3 separate regions of the Rattus norvegicus genome follow, and all the other regions are linked to region 3. The links are chromatin contacts, called in public Hi-C maps. All regions are on one chromosome and are shown on one strand. The core of a region is the stretch at or near the end of the contact, and the rest is flanking DNA. Distances in the headings are between cores, read along the strand shown. Region 1 has its middle 23 kb from the start of Tprg1. Region 2 overlaps LOC102554451 (a long non-coding RNA gene). Region 3 has its middle 23 kb from the start of Lpp.

Region 1 (3,730 bases), core at 1,094-3,593, 850 kb before region 3:
CTGCTTCGTGGGTGGGAACTTGTGGTTGGCATCTGAAACTGTATTCGGGAATAGAATCGTCTTTGCCCAATGAGAGGCCACTCACGCCAGGTCAAATATTGGTCTGAAATATCTCACCTGTCGCAAATGCCATGCAACTGCCACGCGCTGTCACAAAACGGAAACTCTTGCAAATCGGGGTCCCTCAGTCATTCAGCGGAAAGCTCTTGAGTCCAAAGTGCAGTTCTTAGAACGAATGCCGCGGTGAGAAGCGAGACTTTGTTTCTCAGGACTGTATCGGACGATCTGCGGGTTGGAGGGTGACATGTACGTTTGCAGATACAGAATGAGAGTTGATACACGAGGTAGCAGACAAAAGATGCTTAAAGAGACTAGAGAGATGGCTAATCTTCACCTTCCTCTCACACAATAAAACTAGAAACTAGGGCTGGAGGATCTAGGTCATGTTTGGAAACTGACCAATAAAATAGGGATGGCAATGAAATGAAATATCTAGAACAGGTCTAGAAAAAGGGAATTACGGCTCAGAACTGATTTATAAGTATTCTATTGTAGGCTGCACAGGATTCAGTGAACTCTAAAACCACAAAGCGGTTGATCATATAAGGTCAGAATTCCCCTCATTCATCAGGGCTTATCAAATGTGGCTCTGTTGAGCCATTTGATTGAGTATTGGTATGTACCACTCATGTGGGACACGGTGTTGGGATGACTTTTGACCTAAAAACTCTGTCTTCAATCATAACCACAATGTTTCTGTCTGCTTCAAATAATGGCTGCCACTGATGAAGATTTGGAAAGCTGGTGTGTAGGCACTGGAGTTCTGCCTTTTATCAGCAAAATCTGACCCCATTATTTCCTGACTTAATGAACTGGAGTCGACCTGCCTCCTTGGTTAGGCATTTCAAGGCTCCTGGGGTCTGCTATTGTCTTTACCTCAGCTCTTTCTTGTCCTCTCTTTCCCATACTCCTTACCAACAAGTCAGGTGCTAGCCAAACAAGGGGACGCTCTCCCTATTTAGAACAAGTCTCCTTTTTGTCACAGTGGTACCTACAAGGGATACTGCAAGACTCAACTCAAAGGTGTTCTTTGCCATGCTGCTTCTACATAAAACCTTGCATATTCTACTTAAAATGCTAGCATGACAATTAATTCCATTGGACCGTGAGTCCCTCAAGGACAGGAACCATGTTTTTTTCATTGTCTCCTTCATAACTGATCCTTCTCTAAGTGAAGAGGCTAATTTAAACTGCAGTGACAAATGATGACCACCAGATGGCAGTAGGTGGACATTTTGTCTCTGACCCATCATGAAGAAGAAGGGTTTGTAACAAATTGCCTTTCATCTCTGACCTTGCAGACAGACAAACACATTGCTGAAGACAGAAAGAAACCTTTGACTGGCTAGTCACATTCACACACACCCCGAATAACAGGTGGCCATTTTAGTCTCTGTTTTCTGTCGGCTCTGCTCCTTAGACGCAAACGTAGTCCATGAGGCAGGAACTTAGATTTTTCAGTTTGATCTTCACAAGGACAAGGTGACCATATTCTCAGTGACTAGAAGGAATGGTCACCAACACCCACTGATGGTCAGCATCTGTTGAAGTCCCAGAGCTTCCTGCCCACACCCATCTGCCGGAGGACAAGCAGTAGACAAAAGTCAGCCGAGTATCCGTTGCTTACTTTTCTTCTAAACGTTATAGTTTTACTTGACATGTATTATTGGTGTACATTTTTTAGGGGCTGTATGGGTTAGATATAAGAATACTTTGTGTAATAATCAGTGTGGAATTTTAGCATATCTAATTACCTCAGCCGGGATAATTTCTTTAATGTGAGAGCAGCATTCTGATTTTTCTTTTTCTGATCGGTATTTGTATATCCGTACAGCAATATTTGCTATAGTCATACAGTTGTGCTTTAGAGGGCCAAACGATCTTCCTTTTACCTAGTTAGGCATGGGCCGGGCTCTCCCCTCCTTCGCCCCCTCTCCTCCCCGCACTGTCTGATTACCACTTTCCCAGTCTGCACCTATGACATCAGCTTGTTTTGATTTCTCAAATGGGTGAGGTCATCCTTGTGGTATTTTTCTTTCTGGGCCTGTCTTGTTTCCCTTAGCTATGCCCTCCAGACTCAATCACAATATTGCAAAGTTAAGAAGTCAACAAATTATAATAGCCAAATAATATTCTTCTGTGTATAGATACACTTTCACCATAAATGATTCATTGATGGGCCCTGCCATTGATAACAATCCAAGGCTTTCATGGAAAGCACCAGCAATTCCCTGTGCATGTGTAATACTGTGAAGCCAGTGTCTTCCCTGGGGATTTGCCGGCTTCCTTGGTGAGCCCAATACTCATCAGTGAGACGGCCCAAAGCTTCAACTGAGAGGCAGCCTAGAGCCAGAATCCCTGGCTTCTTTGTGTATGCTGGTCTCTGAAGAGCCCCAGAAGCCAAGGGGCTCTGGAGTGATGGCCAAACCAGCAAGATCTCTCAGCCCTAAAGTAAAGGGCATGAGAGTTTCCCTTCCTCATTCCTCTGTCATTGCTGGCTTGCACTCTTCTCAACCCTCTATTGCCTATTGGCATGATAACCAGAATATGGTAAACAAGAGAAAGTGGCTATTACTCTTGCCATAATTCTTGACGGTCCAGCTCCACTGGATGTGCCCCAATCCTATTGTCCTGGTTATTTTTTGGCAACTTGACATTAATGGAGTCACCTGAGAAGGGACCCCAGTTGAGAAAGTGCCTCCAACAGACTGATCTGGAGACAAGCCTGGGAAGGGTTTTCTTAATTGATGGCTGATGTGGATGGATCCAGCTCCCTCTAGGGAATCTTTCCCTAGGCTGCTGGTCCTGCTTGCACAAGAAATCAGGCTGAGTGAGCCAGCAGCCCTTATCCATGGCTTCTGCTTTAGCTCCTGCTTGCAGCTTCCTGTGTTGAGTTCCTACCTTGCACCCATTCGATGGACTGTGACTTGGATACATAAAGCAAATAAGCTTCCTCCCCGCACCCCAAGTTGGTCTTTAAAATCCCAGCAACAGGAACCAAACTAAGAAAACTATGTGCTTTTTAAAAAACCACTATTAGAGCAAACATCATATTCAAGGATGAAGCCTAATATTTCGGTAAGATTCCACAAAGACTAACTTCTCTTAAATAAGCACACCTCCTTCAGTTCTAAGGGACTCTAGGTGTCTTCCCTGGAACTGAGTTTCTGTAAAAGTACCCTCCGTGAAAGAACGTTTCACGCATCATGGAGTGGGTATAATGCTTATGTCAAATAGACCAGGAATCAAATTCTGACCCAGTCACATCCTGACCCCCTTTTCGTGGTTGGGTTACATTGCCTCCGCCAATCCAAGCTTCCTTTTCTATAAAAGCAGCTTAGACTGTAAGACAGGCAAGTGTTGAGAGTACCAGTGTGCAATGCACAGAATAAGTGTTAGCAGTTATCATTAGCATTCGAATCTGCAGAAGTAGAAGCGAGGAGACAGCTCCCGAAAAGTAAATCCTGATGTTATATTTAGCTGATACAGAAAAATGTAAAGATTCCAAATCTCTCCATAAATCATACCAGAACCCATTCTTTCAGGGAGATCCGTGTAGAGCCCTTTCTTCACTAAGACTTACTCAGTTCCTAGGCTGTAACAAGATAAAACCAGGTAAAGAAGATACAACATTGACAGCATCGTCTCTGCCCTCAGTGAGCTCTTGGGC
Region 2 (3,513 bases), core at 743-3,242, 610 kb before region 3:
CCATATAGTGAAGAGTGGGTGTGGCCAGACATTGTTATTATGTGACTAAGCATGAACTTGAGGGATGATGGCTTTCATCCATGACTTCAACACATCCCACTTCGATGTCTTCTCACACTTTGGTCCTTACCAGCAGCATTTCTTAGCTTGTTTGTAGTCTCCAAGATAGAAGGACTGAACGTCAACAGTCAGTTGGCAGTAGTGTTGACATTTCTAAGAGCAGAATGCAGGGACCAGGAGACACTTCAGAACTTGACTCCTACCCATAAGGGTTCAGTACACGTCGGCTGCAGATCTCAAGGTCATACAGCAATCAGTAGGATGACCTGGAACATAGGCTAAAAATGTACCTCCCACTCTGTCACCTGTCACCTCGTCACTCACCATCCCCATGACCTAAAGGGAACTGTTTAGGTAAGCTTTCCTGCTTGACCTTGGTTTCGTGAGCTACTTCTCGCCAAAACAGCCTATCAAATACAGGGAAAAATGAGTTAATGATTTCAGTGGAAGTTGGTATCCACCATCGAGCTGTGAAATAGGAATCGATGGGTCTTCTCTTTCCACTGAGGACTTAGGGTGGTTTCCGTCAGTTCAACAGCCTTAAACTCACAGAATTCTTCACTTGCCTCATTGATGTTGCACCAGCTAACCTCTACTCACTCATTTGCTTGTGTGTATGTAAGCCTTCTTGAAACAACAGTATCGAAAGCGAGAGCGTTTTGATGCCAACTATCAAGCAGGTATACACGTATACGTCCTCAAACCCAAGGGCAAAGAGAACATTTCCAGGACACAAATCTTTACCTAAAGGTCCTTAGGTAACTTTGATAACACCATTACAATAACTTCCTACATCGGACTTGACAGCAAACCTTAACGTATACCAAACTGGACTTCCAAGGCTCAGTTCTAAGTTCCAAGCCACACACAACTCTAAGGCTTCCTAGGACTTCAATGCAGGATATGAAGCTAGGGAAGGACTGGTTAGAAAGGAGGCATGGCTGTCTTGTCAAATGCAAGTGTCTCAGATGGAGTAGGAAGTCGATGGCAGACAAGTCTAGACAGAGGTCAATGACCCGGCCCTGGGGTGCAGATGTACTACTCTGTGAATTAGATAAAGATCTTTGTGCTCCAGATACCCAGGGACTGTTTTTTCAACTAGACCTGGCTAAGATGTTGAGCTGGGTGAGGCTTCCTTCCCAGAGAACAAGGTTCTGGAGTTGGTTTTGTGCCTAACAAGTCAGTTACCTCCTTCCCACCTCTCTGTCCAAACACTCATGAACACCACACACACACACACACACACACACACACACACGCGCGCGCATGTGGGAGTGCACACATACGTTGTTTCCCTCTGGTCTCCACTGCATAATTATAGCATGGTAGATCTGCCAGGGAACTATCCCTCATATTCAAAGAGAGGGAAAGCGAAGCTCTGTTGGATCAAAGTTGCTGCAGTCGATTGCTGCCCTCCACCCAACAGCCAAGAGCTCACTGAACTGCCACAGCCCAGTTCAATGCAAGTGTTGACATCTCATAGCCCTCAGAAATAGCTTCCTGGCCCGACCTAGCACTGAAGTCCTCTACACTCTGACCACTGTCTTCTTGAATTCGGGCTTCTTATCTCCTCAGATCCTTGCCCTGACTCAAGCAGACATACACTCCCAACACTTCAAGAAGGCTGACGCCCATACCCATTTCCAGTTCCTAGGGTGCTGTTGTCAGTGAACCAGGCATCCAGAAGCCATGGAAACATCCTAAGGGAACCACCCACACCTCCCCCATCTCTGTGCCTCACCAGAAAGTAAAAAACATATTTGCAGCTAATTTTTACTTTAATAATATTTTTGTGTAATTATTAAGGACTCTTAAAACTCCCCATCCCTCCCGCGTGGTAGGAATAATAAACATGCCCGTTTTATTGGAGAGGGGGTGAAGGAAGTGAGACCTTACACACAGAAAGGGAGTATGATTCATCTCCAGCAAGCAGTGAGTCAGTTGAGATGGCCCAGGCACCCTAACACCGGACGGGGGTTGGCATTAGCAAGGCCGGGCCTACTGTTCTTTCCAACCTTTTAATATCTTCTGCAGCTTCGTGCTTCTTGCACCAGTTCGATTCTGATTAAGTTGTTTATTGTGATGCAAACAGCAAGGGATGTGGTCTTTTCTAAATTCTGAAAAGAACCTGAAATGTTCACATATTTTACTAGGAGCTCTGAGCTCCCCAAAATGGGAGGTTCTTGGGCATCCTGTAATGAGAATTCTGAAAAATATTGGGCAAGGCCAATATTTGCCAAAGTCCAGCTGAAGTTGGAAGGGGGGACTTGTCCCTAAACAGGTGGTGCTCTTCTCTGGTGTCTAAGACATATTTTTTAACACCTAGTGACAGTTTTCCTGTGTAGGTCTGAGAAGTGTAAGAAGGGCTGTGGTGAACTACTTTTGTGGAGTTGGACTGTGAAGAAATCCTGGGAAAACTTGCCAAAAGGAAAGTGATTGAGGCTCTTCCTGCAGGCTGCCCCGAGGGAGGGAGGAAGAGGAGGATAAAGGAAGCCCCACCCCCACCCCCAGAAGACTTGTGAGACCAGTAAGGTTGGCCAGCCCCAGGACATCCCTCAAGGCAACTACCACTTTTCCAAGCCAGACACTCACATAAAGGCCCTCAGTAAGGAGACTACATAATATGCGACCCAAGTCAGACATTTTAGGGTGACAGAGGAAGCTTTTCGTGATTCCAGGCTGTGGTGCCACACACCTTTTAAACCATCACTCAGGTGGCAGAAGCAGGCAGATCCCTGAGTCAGAAGCCAGCCTGGTCTACAGAGCAAGTTCCAGAGCAACCAAGACTACACAGAGAAACCGTGTGTGTGTGTGTGTGTGTGTGTGTGTGTGTGTGTGTCTGTGTCTGTGTGTCTGTGTGTCTGTGTGTCTGTGTGTGTGTGTTTATAAAAGGCCTAAACAAAGAAGGTAAATCAGGAAGGACAGGTGCTGGATGGCTTTTGCCATTGGTGTTGATATTGACAAGGAATGATCTCTACCCATGGAGCAGCAACTCCCATGTAAGAGAGTTAGCACAGGCGCAAAGGGGCTGGCTATCTGGAGATGTTATGAGTCTCTCTGAAAAACTGAAAGAAGGCAGCAGCATGAGAGAGGTGTGGGCACCCAAGCTGAGATTTCATGGCCACAGAGGAGTTGAATGCATAGCAGTAGGAAGTGAGGCAGAGGTCATCAAGCCCAAAATTAGCCTCTGTGGGATGCTCAGGGAAAGGCAGTCAATCCCATAGGGCTGCCGTAGACTGAGGCAAGAATAACAAGGGTGCCCTGAGCATGGTTGGACCAAACACTGCAGTAGACAAGCTGACTTCTGTTTGTAAGTATGGTTCACCAAGTCAAATCTCCCCTGGGTTTGCTTTGTGACCAGCCACGGTTAGTCTCTGACAGGTAAGTAGTCTTCTCTGTCACTCAAGGACTTGAGGAAGACACCACTTCCAGTTTCACTACCAAGCACTCTCT
Region 3 (3,992 bases), core at 1,270-3,769:
CTGGGAAAGTGAAATTAGGTTTCAAATATCACGTGAAGGAATGCAGGGCATGTTCCTACAAAACTCAAAACCTGAGTCGCTACCAAAAATGGTATCAAAGGGGAAAATACAGGGTAGACTTACTTCTTTAATCCTCAATTTCCAGATAAAGGTAAGAAATTTCAAAACACAGAAGAGATTTTTTTTTCAGAAAAATGAGAAGTGACAACAAGAGAGACAGAGACAGACAGACAGGCATGGAGATGCAATGAATGAATCTAAGAACTACTTTAAGAAGAAAGTGTGGCTTCCTTAGTGCTCTCTGTGTCTCTGTTAGCTACTGTTGGTGGCAACAGGAAAAACTGAAGACTGAAGAATATGGCTACAATTCACTACAGATGTCTCACGGAAGAGTCAAGTTGTATTCATCACCAGACACGAACACTGGAAAAAGAGCACACAGCATGATACTGCTCACTCAGGAAGCTGGAGCAGGAGGCTGACGAGTCTGAAGCCACTTTAGATTGCATAAGGAGCCCTGGTCTTTATACAACACACACAGAAGCTGAGACGGGAGAAATCAATGTTTTCTGGAGCCAGGGGCTAGAGATTCTGCAAATTCAAGGCCAGCCAGAGCCACAGGTTTACATCACATAAATTATCAGGTCCTTTCCAGGCCTTGGTTTGTGGTTCACTTCGGAATATCAGCAAGGAGCCCAAAGCCTGGCACAAAATAAAAGTTGGAGAATGATTAGTTCGTCGCTGCCCCAAATAAGTGTAGGCAGGCAGGACTCCTTAGTGCTGCTGTCCATCAGGGGGCCTGGTATAGTTCAGCTGAGAATGGAAACTGACTGACACTGCTAATCACAGAACTAGTCACCAAACATCACAGGATTCAAGACCAATTAAATAGCATCCCTACCGCCCTCTGGTCTGTACACAGCAGTGTACAGGCACAGCAGAGTATGTCCTCACCCTGCTTTGTAAGGAAAGCTAAGCCTTAAATACAAGTAAAGGTACCAGCCTCAAAACACAAATACTCTGTGTCCTGCCACCTTCTCACCACATGATACCCAACCGCCCTCTTTGAGCCTCACTGTGGTCATTAGTAAAATGAAGGAGGCACTCCTAAGCCAGCCATCCTATGGAGATGGTATGGAGGTCTGGTGAATTACTGAATGTGGACTGTCCGCTGTAAAGCACTTATAAGCCTACGTCATATATCATACTCCCCAAAGGATTAGTCATGGTCAATAAATTATTACTGTTTATATGACTGGTCTTTCCTGTGGTTTCCTCATAATAGCACCAAGCATTTGTAACCATTAAAATTTATGCTTTTGCTGAAGCAGAAGATGCGCTGGTCTCGGTGTCCCTACGTCTCCCTCTGAGCTATTTGTAGAGCCTGCTAGAGAATCCCAGAAATCGTGCTTGCTCTTTACCCTTCGGTTCTGGCCCTGACCAGAAGCAACCATGCACAGTGTCCAGTTTCCTCCTTCTTTCACATTCTACAGCACAGAGTGCTCACGCTCAGGTCAACCTAAAGACGGTGCCACCCAGGCAAGCAAACGGTTGCCCTCCACTAACACCATCAGCTGGAACTACATGAAGAAGGGGGGTCAGATGCTGGGCTGAAGAATGTGATCTTGATATTACAGATAGCACACAACACAAAGGCATGGCTCTGTTCAGGCTCTGTTTAGTGTTATCGAGCATAATGGCAACTTGGTGCCAATCGACCCACTTGGTATTTGCTGAGCACGAGGGGACAACATGAAACACAAAGAAACTGATCTGTACGCTCTGGGGCTAGAAGAGACTTTCAGGGGCTGATCACATTTCTACTAGCCAGACAGAGAAACGAGCATCCTAAAGAATGAAGCGTGACTCAGAGTGAGCGCTGACACGGCTTCCCCAGAATACCGACCTCGTGTCTCCCAATCTCTCCAGAGCAATCCCCTTGCTTTTACAGCCTCATCTCTGTCCTCCCCTTCCTCCTGGGCCCAGGTGGCTGCTCTATAGCCCAGCCTAGACTGTGACAGGGAAATGTAATTCCTGCAGGGTCCTCAGCAAGGAAAAGGGGACTCCTAAGCCCCTGTGGCTTTCTCAGAGCAGTAACTTTCCACAGTTATTCAGGATAGACAAACTGCATGCTGCCATTGATACAGAATAAACCACAGGCTGGAAATCTGTCAAGACCTTCCTTCATCTGTGTCTGTTCTTCATCACTTATCTCCTGGGAGCTTGGGAATGGGGAGAGGTCAACTACGACTACAGCCTTCTACCAAAAGAGTAAGTCGGGGCTGGGGATTTAGCTCAGTGGTAGAGCGCTTACCTAGGAAGCGCAAGGCCTTCTACCAAAAGAGTAAGTCACAGATGCTTGTAACGACTACAGCACTTGGGGACAACAGATTGAAGAACCCATAAAGACAAGAAGTATTCAAAGCCTTTCGCTGTCCCACAAGCAGATGACCACAGACAACTAGAGGGCCAGGGTTCACAAGTCCATTCATTTCGATCTTCTCTAACATCTCTGACAGCCCAGTGACTCATCCAGTTCCTGTCTGGGAAACAATCTCATGCCCAGTTCCATCCCGTAGAGTGTAGGGAAGCAGTGGGACCGGCCTTCTGCTGTCCCCACTTCTCCCAAAAAGCAGGCTGAATGTCTAATAGCTGCCGAGACTGGACAAGACCATGGAAAGGCTGCATTTAATTAGTGTAAACCTAGGACATCTACTAAATGCCTCCCTACACTCATTGCTTGTCCAGCAATAAAAGAATGGGGGGAGGAGTTAGAAGAAGGTGCAAGAAGGACATAATGTGCCCAGGATCAAGAAAAGACCTGCTAAGCAAAGGTAACAGTGTGCCCAAACATAATTAAGGAAATCACAATGCAAAATGCAAGACCAGTTATTTATTTTTTTCTTTTTAGTTCAAGTCACAGAAAGTATCTGGAAGAATTAGAAAATGCTTTGTTTGGGGAATTCCACAGGAAATGAAATTATCTGGGGCAAAATTAGAACGAATGCCAACAGATACAGTCGATGTCTTGGAGATCACTGCATCCAGCCTTGCCACTTTACCACTGAAAGAGGCATGCCAGTAAGAAAGTGTACTTCACGGTTGAACGGCAGTCGAACTGGGCAGAAAACCTATGTCTGCTGGCTGTAAGAATGATTTCTTAGTTCTCATCCCATGCTAGCACTGACGTGAACGCTAACTGAATTAAACCAACTCATGTCTGAAGAGCAAAGGGAAAATAAACTGTTCCCTGTGGCAGATGCCTGGGACACTGGCTTCTTTCTCAGGACTTCACAGTTCATGTTCTACACAACGTGGAAATCAAGGAGGGCCCTGTGTCTTCCGTGGTGCACGTACATTTCTTAGCAATGTGCCACATGTCTGGCATCCTCCTCAGCTCCCTCTCCTGCTCCTCTTATTACCATATTAGGCACTGAGTTCCAATGTCTGGGTCACAGAACTCAGGCTGTGCGTATGAATGCAATCTGCTTTCTGGGCTGTTTGTCTTTACTGGGAGCCCACTGAGTACATCTAGGAAACATTCACAGAAATACAGAGGGCAGGGAAAAGTGATTCACACCCTAAACTTAGAAAGGAAATAATCAATGTTTTTTTTTTTTATTTGTTTTCTTATGCTCTCCTAAAGGGATGAGAAGCAGATTTGAAGGGAAAGGTGGGGAGGTTAGAAAATGTCAGAGGCTTCTGTTCACTGTGGAAACAGGCCACGAATGTGTGAGGCTAGATTCCTGAGGCTTTGTGAGAAAACTCCAAGAAAACAAGACAAAAGTCTTGTGAACTCGGTTTCTTCAAAATACAGATTGTGTTTCTGTGTTCTTCCTGGGGTAAGGGGATAGGAGGGAGTTTACCTCAGCTGTTGTTAATTTCTGCACCTCTATGGGAAAATGTTTCCTTTTTATTGCATATTTAATTCAAGTGATTCCACTTAACCCTCTGCATATAAAAATCGTCAGGTGCTCTAAATAAAGTTGGCT

The links. Hi-C and Micro-C count contacts between places; a contact is called where the count stands out from the background.
Region 1: a Hi-C map of the A7r5 cell line shows a contact between it and region 3, with 4 times the contacts expected there. The contact joins two enhancer-like sites. A contact is called at or near these places in 2 of 12 Hi-C or Micro-C datasets (the A7r5 cell line and the Rat2 cell line).
Region 2: a Hi-C map of the A7r5 cell line shows a contact between it and region 3, with 7 times the contacts expected there. The contact joins two enhancer-like sites. A contact is called at or near these places in 4 of 12 Hi-C or Micro-C datasets (the A7r5 cell line, the Rat2 cell line, liver and 1 more).

The regions. Positions count from the first base shown.
Region 1 is chr11:88,976,063-88,979,792 of GRCr8, forward strand. No RefSeq gene overlaps it. Among named protein-coding and RNA genes, the nearest start is that of Tprg1, 23 kb to the left of the region's middle. Within about 2 kb of position 2,344, at least 14 of the 93 cell types and tissues checked have an H3K27ac peak or open chromatin away from gene starts, as enhancers often do. A contact at or near this core is called in the A7r5 cell line, where this site is marked.
Region 2 is chr11:89,213,314-89,216,826 of GRCr8, forward strand. All of the region lies in intron 1 of LOC102554451 (a long non-coding RNA gene), which reads right to left. Among named protein-coding and RNA genes, the nearest start is that of Tprg1, 260 kb to the left of the region's middle. Within about 2 kb of position 1,993, at least 6 of the 93 cell types and tissues checked have an H3K27ac peak or open chromatin away from gene starts, as enhancers often do. A contact at or near this core is called in the A7r5 cell line, where this site is marked.
Region 3 is chr11:89,826,257-89,830,248 of GRCr8, forward strand. It overlaps a transcript of Lpp not described here. Among named protein-coding and RNA genes, the nearest start is that of Lpp, 23 kb to the left of the region's middle. Within about 2 kb of position 2,520, at least 11 of the 93 cell types and tissues checked have an H3K27ac peak or open chromatin away from gene starts, as enhancers often do. A contact at or near this core is called in the A7r5 cell line, where this site is marked.